Regions from separate parts of the Pelodiscus sinensis genome. Here region 1 is linked to region 2. The links are chromatin contacts, called in public Hi-C maps. All regions are on one chromosome and are shown on one strand. Each heading gives the region's core, a stretch centred on a gene start, on an enhancer-like site or on the middle of the called end of the contact. The rest is flanking DNA. Distances are from core to core; before and after follow the strand shown.

Evidence for each region. A called contact is a pair of places that touch in the nucleus more often than the background predicts.
Region 1: a contact with region 2 is called in a Hi-C map of liver, with 5 times the contacts expected there. The contact joins the promoter of RBL2 here to the promoter of CHD9 in region 2. A contact is called at or near these places in 3 of 5 Hi-C or Micro-C datasets (blood, liver and an unstated tissue).

Annotation. Positions count from the first base shown.
Region 1 is chr12:33,783,678-33,787,592 of ASM4963464v1, reverse strand. It overlaps RBL2 (RB transcriptional corepressor like 2), which reads right to left and starts at 1,612. Exons shown (of 22, transcript XM_075940272.1): 1 at 1,261-1,612. The coding sequence starts at 1,446.
Region 2 is chr12:33,553,142-33,556,940 of ASM4963464v1, reverse strand. CHD9 (chromodomain helicase DNA binding protein 9) reads right to left here and starts at 1,699. Exons shown (of 40, transcript XM_075940269.1): 1 at 1,557-1,699. LOC142831174 reads left to right here. Exons shown (of 3, transcript XM_075940719.1): 2 at 822-1,820; 3 at 2,895-3,799. The coding sequence ends at 2,907.

The DNA.
Region 1 (3,915 bases), core at 363-2,862, 230 kb before region 2:
TAATAGGAAAAACTTAAAAAACAACAAACAGTATACAGGCAGTCCCCGGGTTACGAACAAGATAGGGACTGTAGGTTTGTTCTTAAATTGAATCTGTATGTAAGTCGGAACTGGCATCCAGATTCAGCCACTGCTGAAACTGACCAGCGGCTGACTACAGGAAGCCCGAGGCAGAGTTGCTCTGCCCCGGGCTTCCTGGAATCAGCCTTTGATCAGTCTCAACAGGCTGAATCTGGACGCCAGTTCCTACTTACAGATTCAACTTAAGAACCCCAGGCATCCCCAAGTCAGCTGCTGCTGAAACTGATCAGAGGCTGATTCCAGGAAGCCCGGGGCAGAGCAACTCTGCCTCGGGCTTCCTGTAGTCAGCGCTGGTCAGTTTCAGCAGCGGCTGACTTGGGGACCGCCTGGGGCAGAGCAGCTGGGGTGCTGCCGGGTTGGTCCAGTAGCGCCCAGAGTGGTGCTGCGGGACCAACCGGCAGCGCCCCAGCTGCTCTACCACAGGCGTCCGGAGAAAAGCCGGGTCTGCTGGGGGGGGGGGGGGCGTACTAGCTGCGCCCCTCCCTCCCCCCACAGAAGACCAGGGAAACGCGGGCGGCGGACCGAGAAGCTGCCTGGGTCCTCCGCGTCTCCCTGGTCTGCTGGACACCAGCAGACCAGGGAGACGGGGAGCAAACCCCGTTCGTAACTGCGGATCCGACATAAGTCGGATCCGCGTAACTCGGGGACTGCCTGTAGTAGCATCTTAGGCTACGTCTAGACTGCAAGCCTCTTTTGAAAGAGGCTTTTTCGAAAGATACTTTCGAAGTTAAGCTCCAATCCGTCTCTGTGCATTAGGCTTGTGGAATTGGTCTGAAACAAAACAGCCACTGGGGGATCCCTCCCTCCATCCCTTATTTAGTCTTGGAGCTGGACTTCCAACTCTCCAGTCACCTGAAGTGGGCTGGGACCAGGAACGCTCAGAATACCAGCGGCACCTTTCCTTAGTCTTCCAAGTGCTACCGGACTGCTCGCTGTTGTTTACGTTTTTCCTGTTGCAGACTCACTCTGCTCCCTCCTGGAGCTGATCCCCGTTCCCATCATGATCACCCGGGGCAGAGCCGCAGGACCCCGGCACAGGGCTACGGAGCCTTTCCCCCCGCTGGGAGGCGGGTCCCGGCGGCAACCACAAAGGAGGCGAGTCCCCCCCCCTCGCAACTAGGGCTTGGCGTCCGCCCCTCCCCCTCGGCCGCCCCGCCCGTCACCGTGGCCGCCCCTCACCTCCAGGGTGTAGTTGCGCCTCATGCTCTGGTAGCTGAGCCAGGCCTCGGCCCGGGCGCGCTCGTCCATGTTGAGGCTGTTGCAGAGATCCTCGTAACGCTGCCGGACGCCCCACTCCTCCGCCGGGGGGGAGGAGGCGGCGCCCCCGACCCCCGCTTCGGCCTCCTCGTCCTCTTCGCCCGGCATCCCCTACCCCGTCGCTAGAGGGCAACGCCAGCCTGCCGCGCACTGCGCCTGCGCCGCCCCAGACCAACCACCCCGGGACCGAGTTCCGCCCCAACCCTGGACTGCCATTGGTCCCCCAAGGAGCCGCCGCCAATCAGCGGGCGCTTTTCCGGCAGGCGCAGAACGCTTCGCTCTACGCAGCCGCCGGCGACGGCGTCTCAGCGACCTATCGCGGCAAGACGTGCCCGCCGCCCCGGCCCACAGTTAGCCAGCAAAAACTACCACCCCCAGGAGGCATTGCGGTGGCTCTGGCTCGCCGGGGCCTGACGCGTAGGCCAGGTGGTAGCGGCGCGCGCAGCGCTGTGAAGGAGGCCGGCCGCCTCTAGGCGGCAGGCTGGTTCCGCAGCTCCTCGCTGCCTGGTCCCAGCATGGAGCCCCGCCCTGAAATAGCGCTGCGGGGAGGCGCGTGAAACAATGGCCACGTGGCGGCCGCGCTGCCTTTCGCATTCGGTCCGGGGGGGGCTGCGATTCTGCACCGTGACACGTCACAGAGCTAGGCCGGGGCAGCGGCAGTTCCCAGCCAGCTTGTCTGGCCGGGGTGCAGCCGCGTGCAGGCAGGGGTGCAGCCGCCCCACTTGGTTTCCGCACATGCAGAGTTACATTCCGATTCAGTGGCTCTCCGCACCGGTGAAGAAGCGATGGGACAGGACCTGGAGGAAATGTTACTTGCACCGCTGCTGCTCATTGGTTACCCCTCATGATTACACACAACCCCCCAGCTTTGTGTAGGGCACAGGAGCCAATGCCCCTGGAAGGTTCCAGTCTACTGCCTAGGTTAGAAGGCAACAAATGAAACATTCCCATTGTGGTGGTAGCCAACGCTGGGCTCCACGGTATTTGTGAATGTAAGGGGAGATGTGATCTGTCGGGGAAGGGGAAAGGGCAATACTCAGCATCTAACCCGAGCAATGAGAGCACAGTGAGGAGAAGTGCACATCAGACTTCGACAGTTTTATGAAAGGTGTCCCTGCCATTAGTGTGTCTGCCTGTAATACTCCCTCTCCTCTTTCCAACACAAGCCATAAGCAGACTACCCATTAAGAAATTAATGCCTTTTTATTTAGGGAACATAGCAGGGACAGAAAAGAAGGCCAGAGCAGGAACTGAAGGATGTGAATGCGTACAGGGGCAACCCATGGACCTAGGCAATTGCCTAGGGCACCATGGGTCCAGGCGCCTGATGATGTCATGATTACATCACAGCCATTGACAGCCATGCAGGCACAGGTGCCGATCGCACCTTCCGCCTAGGGCACCAGCTGCCACAGTGAGCTTCGGACCGCTTCTGAATGTGTATGATCACAATTGCAAGGACAGCCTTTTGTTTCAAGACATATCCCTCAGGGTCGAGTGTGAGTGACTCCCACACTCTGTTCTAGGGCCATAGGAGAGGAAGCTATGAAAATCTCTGAGGAGGGAATGTTGTTCTGCAAGGGCTGGAGAGGGTGCCTGTTCATGTAGGCATTCTGGAAAGCTGCCATGGGGTCCATCACAACCACCACACACATCAAGATGATCCTGGTTCCTCACTTCCAGTTACCTGCATGTTCTCCTGTCCTCATGTTCCATGTACATCTCCTTCAGCAGCGTATTCCTCCTTTTGCTTAAGCACTCCCTCTTCAATTTGGCGGACTGCACTTGTTCCTTGAACAAGCCATTCCTAGTCTGTTTTCGCCTGCAGATTTGTAACAGCTTGATAGCTCTGTGGGGCCAGCGGAGTTAGCAGCAGGCTCACAGCTGTTCCTGCTGTAATGAAAAGTGGAGAGCAGCCCTAATAGGAGATACATTGTAGGCATAAAACCTAATGTGTCAGAATGAAAGGAAGTGGCCACAAAGTAAATCCATTACTGTAGCTCTTTTCACCAAGAATAGATGGGGGAAATTAAACAATCCTTTCAAACTTATGTATCAATACAATTTAAGACTGAAAATCAGGGAAAGTGAAGCCAACATTTTAAGCCTTTGTTGTAAAAAATTTTAACTGTGTCTGTTTGGTCTCCTCATATTCGAACAAGTTGATTTGAGTTTTTGTTTTAAACACTTTTCTGCTATAACCGCTCAAAATTGTCCAAACCTTTTCAATTTACGGTCCTGATCCTGCAGATCCTCAGCTGGTGTTAATTGCAATCATTCAGTGGATTTCAGTTGAGCTGTAGCAGTTTACACAAGTTGAAGATCAGGGTCTGTGAACCTGTAGTGATTGGGATTACTCATACAATGCAGAAAGTGAAGTACACTCATTCTTTGCACGGTTATGGCCTAAATGTTCAGGAGGACTAAGAAGGACCCACTGGAAATTACCCTGTAACTATTTACAAAAATAATAAATACAACCTCCTGAATTAGAAAGATAAAATCACTTAAAACAGATAAAATTATTATTTTAAACATGGCACAGTCTTCATAGCTAGCTTTGTGCCAGGGCAATTG
Region 2 (3,799 bases), core at 450-2,949:
GTGACAAATAAGCATACTTTTCTTGTTGTGGAGGATCACCCTTGACAGCTAGTTTTAAAAGCAATTCACAAGACCTCAGACAAATGGGGCAGAGGAGGTCAGAACCCTTTCTACCACCAACATGGTTTTGCAGCATTATATTTATTTGTCCTTCCCTTTTCTCTGTCCCTGGTCTCCATTTTCTACCCAGGGACTATGCCTGCTAGCCCAAGGCTCTTTAGTCTCTCCTCTGTAGCCTGTCATGGTGAGGGGATACAGCTTTCATTTAAGTTTTTACTGTGGATGTGGGATAGTCTATAATGAGGAGGGTGAAAAAGAGGTGAGGGCCTCGATGTCACCTTTGCAAAGGGAGACTTCTTGAATATTCTCTTCCTCACCTCCCCTCCTTTTCTTCCTCACCATCCTGTGTGCAGTAGGTCCTTTCCCTCAGCAGAAAACAGTCATAAGCCTCCACCTTCAGCAGACATATCCAACCCAGCTAAAACACCAAATAGGGACACATGCTCAAAATGCCCATCCTGCCACCCCGGGACCTAGCTTAGACTTCTCCTTACCACCTTGTCTATTAGGAGGCCAGACTCAAGCCCCAGTCCCACATGTGCCAGGCAACAACCCCTAGAACCTGCGCTCCAAGCCCCTTACAAGTCTCCTAAAGGAAAATCAGACTGCCATCTCTCCCGCTCCCCCCACCCACGCCCACACCGCCGCCCTGGTCTTCCCGTCTGGTGGAGAAGCCAGGTCCACGGCCGGCGCCCCAAGGCACACCCCTCCTCTGCCTCACAGGTAGCCAGCTTCAACACGCCCCCTTGCCCAACGTGCAGACAGCTCTGTTCCGGCCGCCCCCTTTCCTCCCGCCGCCCGGGGGGCAGCCAGCTCCAACCTCAGCCTCCCTCTCTCTGCCTGCGCCGCCCCGCACCCGCCCTCTCAGCGGGCAGCCAGCTGCAGCCTCTCCAGTCTTCCCGCAGCCTCGCCCACTTGCCGGATGGGCAGCCAAGCTCCAATCCTTCGCCCTCCGCCGCCGCCTTCCTGCCGGCTGGGGAACCAGCCGCGCCGACCTACCGGCGGCTGGAGCTGGCTCCAACCCATCCCCCTCCCCCGAGCCCAGGCGCTGCCGGCGGGGGGACACCTGGCCCCCCACGCCCGCCTAGTAGGTGCGAGGGGCAGCAGCGAGCCCGACTGTGCCAGTCGCCCCGCGCCTGCCTGAGGGGCGGAAGCAGGCTCAGCCTCGGCGGGCGAGAGCAGGCCCGGCCGCGCCGTCCCCTCGCGTGGGCGCGGTGGGGAGCCAGGGCCAGCCCGTGTCTCCGGCACCTGAAGCGCGGCCTGCTCCGGGGGCGGCGGGGAGCAGCCCGACCCCTCGCACGCACTCACCGCCGGGTTCGCCATTACACGGCAGCGGCCGCCTGGCCGGCACGCGTGAGGCGAGGAGATGCCCGGCGCCTGACAGCTCCCTCGGCCAGACCGCGGGGGGCGGCGGCCGCTCCCCTCCCCCTGGGGGAATCCCCTGCCTCTCTGGCCCCGGGGTGCGCAGGCAGCCGCTGGCGGGGGGCACCACTTACCGGGTGGCTGGCACAGGCCCGGGAGGGGGAGGAGGAGCAGGAGGAGGCGGCGCGGCGTGGTTTGCTCCCCCCGCCCGGGCAGGGAAGCAGGAGGGCTATTGGCGAAGTTTCACTAGCTCCGCGCCGCGACCCCAGACCAGCCCCAGCGAACCCGAGGGGACGGGTTGGGGGGGCACATTTGCATATTTGTCACCCGCTCGCTGATTGGCCGCCTGGCCGGGGCCGCCGCCGCTGGCTGACACGGCGCACCGCGGGAAAGGAGGGGTAAGTGGGAGGGGAGCGGGTCCGCGAGCCGGGGGAGGAGTGAGCGATGGGTGTGCGGAGGGGAGGAGAGCGGGCCGGCGGCGGCATGGGGCCGGGAGGAGCGCGCGGGTCCGCCTCACTGAGGCACTTTCTCCTCGCGCTACAGCCCGCCGCGGGGGCGGGGGCAGCTGGCCCGGCCTGGGGTGGGTGGGGCTGGCGGCGGCAGGCCGAGGAAAGCAGCCGAGCCGCTGATAAAATGGTGCGTGAGAGGAGCGACGAGCTGATCCAATATGGCCCCCTTCGCCGACAGAAGCCAATCCCGGGCGCGTTTACTCTGGAGGTTCCCGCAGAGACCTGGATGCTGGGCAGGCCCCGCTGCTGGCGAAAGCCAAGAGGAGAGCGGAGCGCTCGGGCGGACACTGGCGCCCTCTTGCCGCTGCGGGCGGCTGCAGCGCACGCACCGGGCCGCGGCCTCCTGTAGGCCAGCCGGCCCCGCTGCCATGGCTCTCGCACCTGCTGTGCCCTGAGAGGCGCTTATCCTCTCGGCGCACGCCCTGAAGCACCCGCCCCCGCCTCGTCTCACACAGTTCTCAGGCGGCGAGGAGCCGCAGGGCAGCGCCCGCCCGCCCGCCGTGGCATGCTGCGCGCGGAGTGCATCGTGTCAGCGGGACGGGGACGTCCTCTCGCTAGGACAGGCCGCTACAAGTGTTTTGTGTTAAGTTCCTTCCCTGCCCGTGCCTGAGTTTTCGGTCCAGGAAGAAGAACTGGGCTAGTGTTTCCCCCTCTTGTTAAACCACTAATACGTGTAAGGAAAGATCACTTAAGAGAGTGCGGGCACCAGCCTTCGTATTCATACTTGTTTCAGGATGGCTTTTCAAATGGCCTCCATTCTGCTAACAACTGTGACACTGCATACATTTCTACCTGCATGGGTAGATACAAACTATATTTAATTTTGTCCTTAAACTATGATTTTCAACCATAATTCTTAAGGCTTCACAAAAATGGGAATGACCCCCATTTTATACAGACATCAAATAAGTTTTTATGTGCATCATTCAACTATAAGATTTGAATATGTCTCTTAAATTATAGGTCTCCCACATGAAGATACAAAGCTACAGTTTCAACTCGTGGTGGTCCATGGATCCTCCTGTGTAAAGAGTTTCTCAACCTGGGATTTTTGTCATTAGTCTAATATCAACATGTATATCTGATAATGCCATGTCTAATATTTATGTGCCAGGATAATGTTATTTTAAAGAATGGAGCTTGGAGTTTCTTAATAGTGCAAATAAACTTAGATATACACATATTAGAATATTATGTTTTAATTTGTGTGACCAAATGTGAATGTAATATTTGAATACCACTGTGTCAGTAACTTTTTCCATTCAATGCCTGGGCCCCAACCTTTTAGTTCCATGTCCAAAAGGAGCACTACTAATAAATGCCACAATAGTAAAGTTTCTAAGCTTGTAAACTCTCCATAACTCACTACTCCTGATGAATTTCTCTCATTTACTTCCTCATCCCACCTCCACAGTCTCAACTGCTGTTTCTCTAAAATATTTTTGGGAAATAACATAGCTGAGTTTTTCCAGTGATTTCTTTCCCAAAATAAATGAACCAGCACTCTGCTCACCCATTCCTCTAAGCAAAATAAATAAGTGAGCAAATTCTTACATAGGGAGAGAAGGCATGTATTATCCTTTTATAATGATTTCAAGTTGGTATTAGTCAGCCAGTTGTCCTACTTCTGTAATGTGGCTGTCAGCACCATTATAATTTTGGTAAATGGTGTCAGAGCTGTAGCCAGGCAGAATGGTAGAGCCTTAAACTAAAATACTGTCCCAGAATGGCATAACGTGAATCTCTAGTGCAATTGAAGAATGAGACATGGAAATAATCACTTTGTTATAGCCATTGTATTTTGCTAACTCATTGCCTAGTTGGATTGTAAATACCCCATTTTGAATCTTGATGCTCTGAATAGAGAG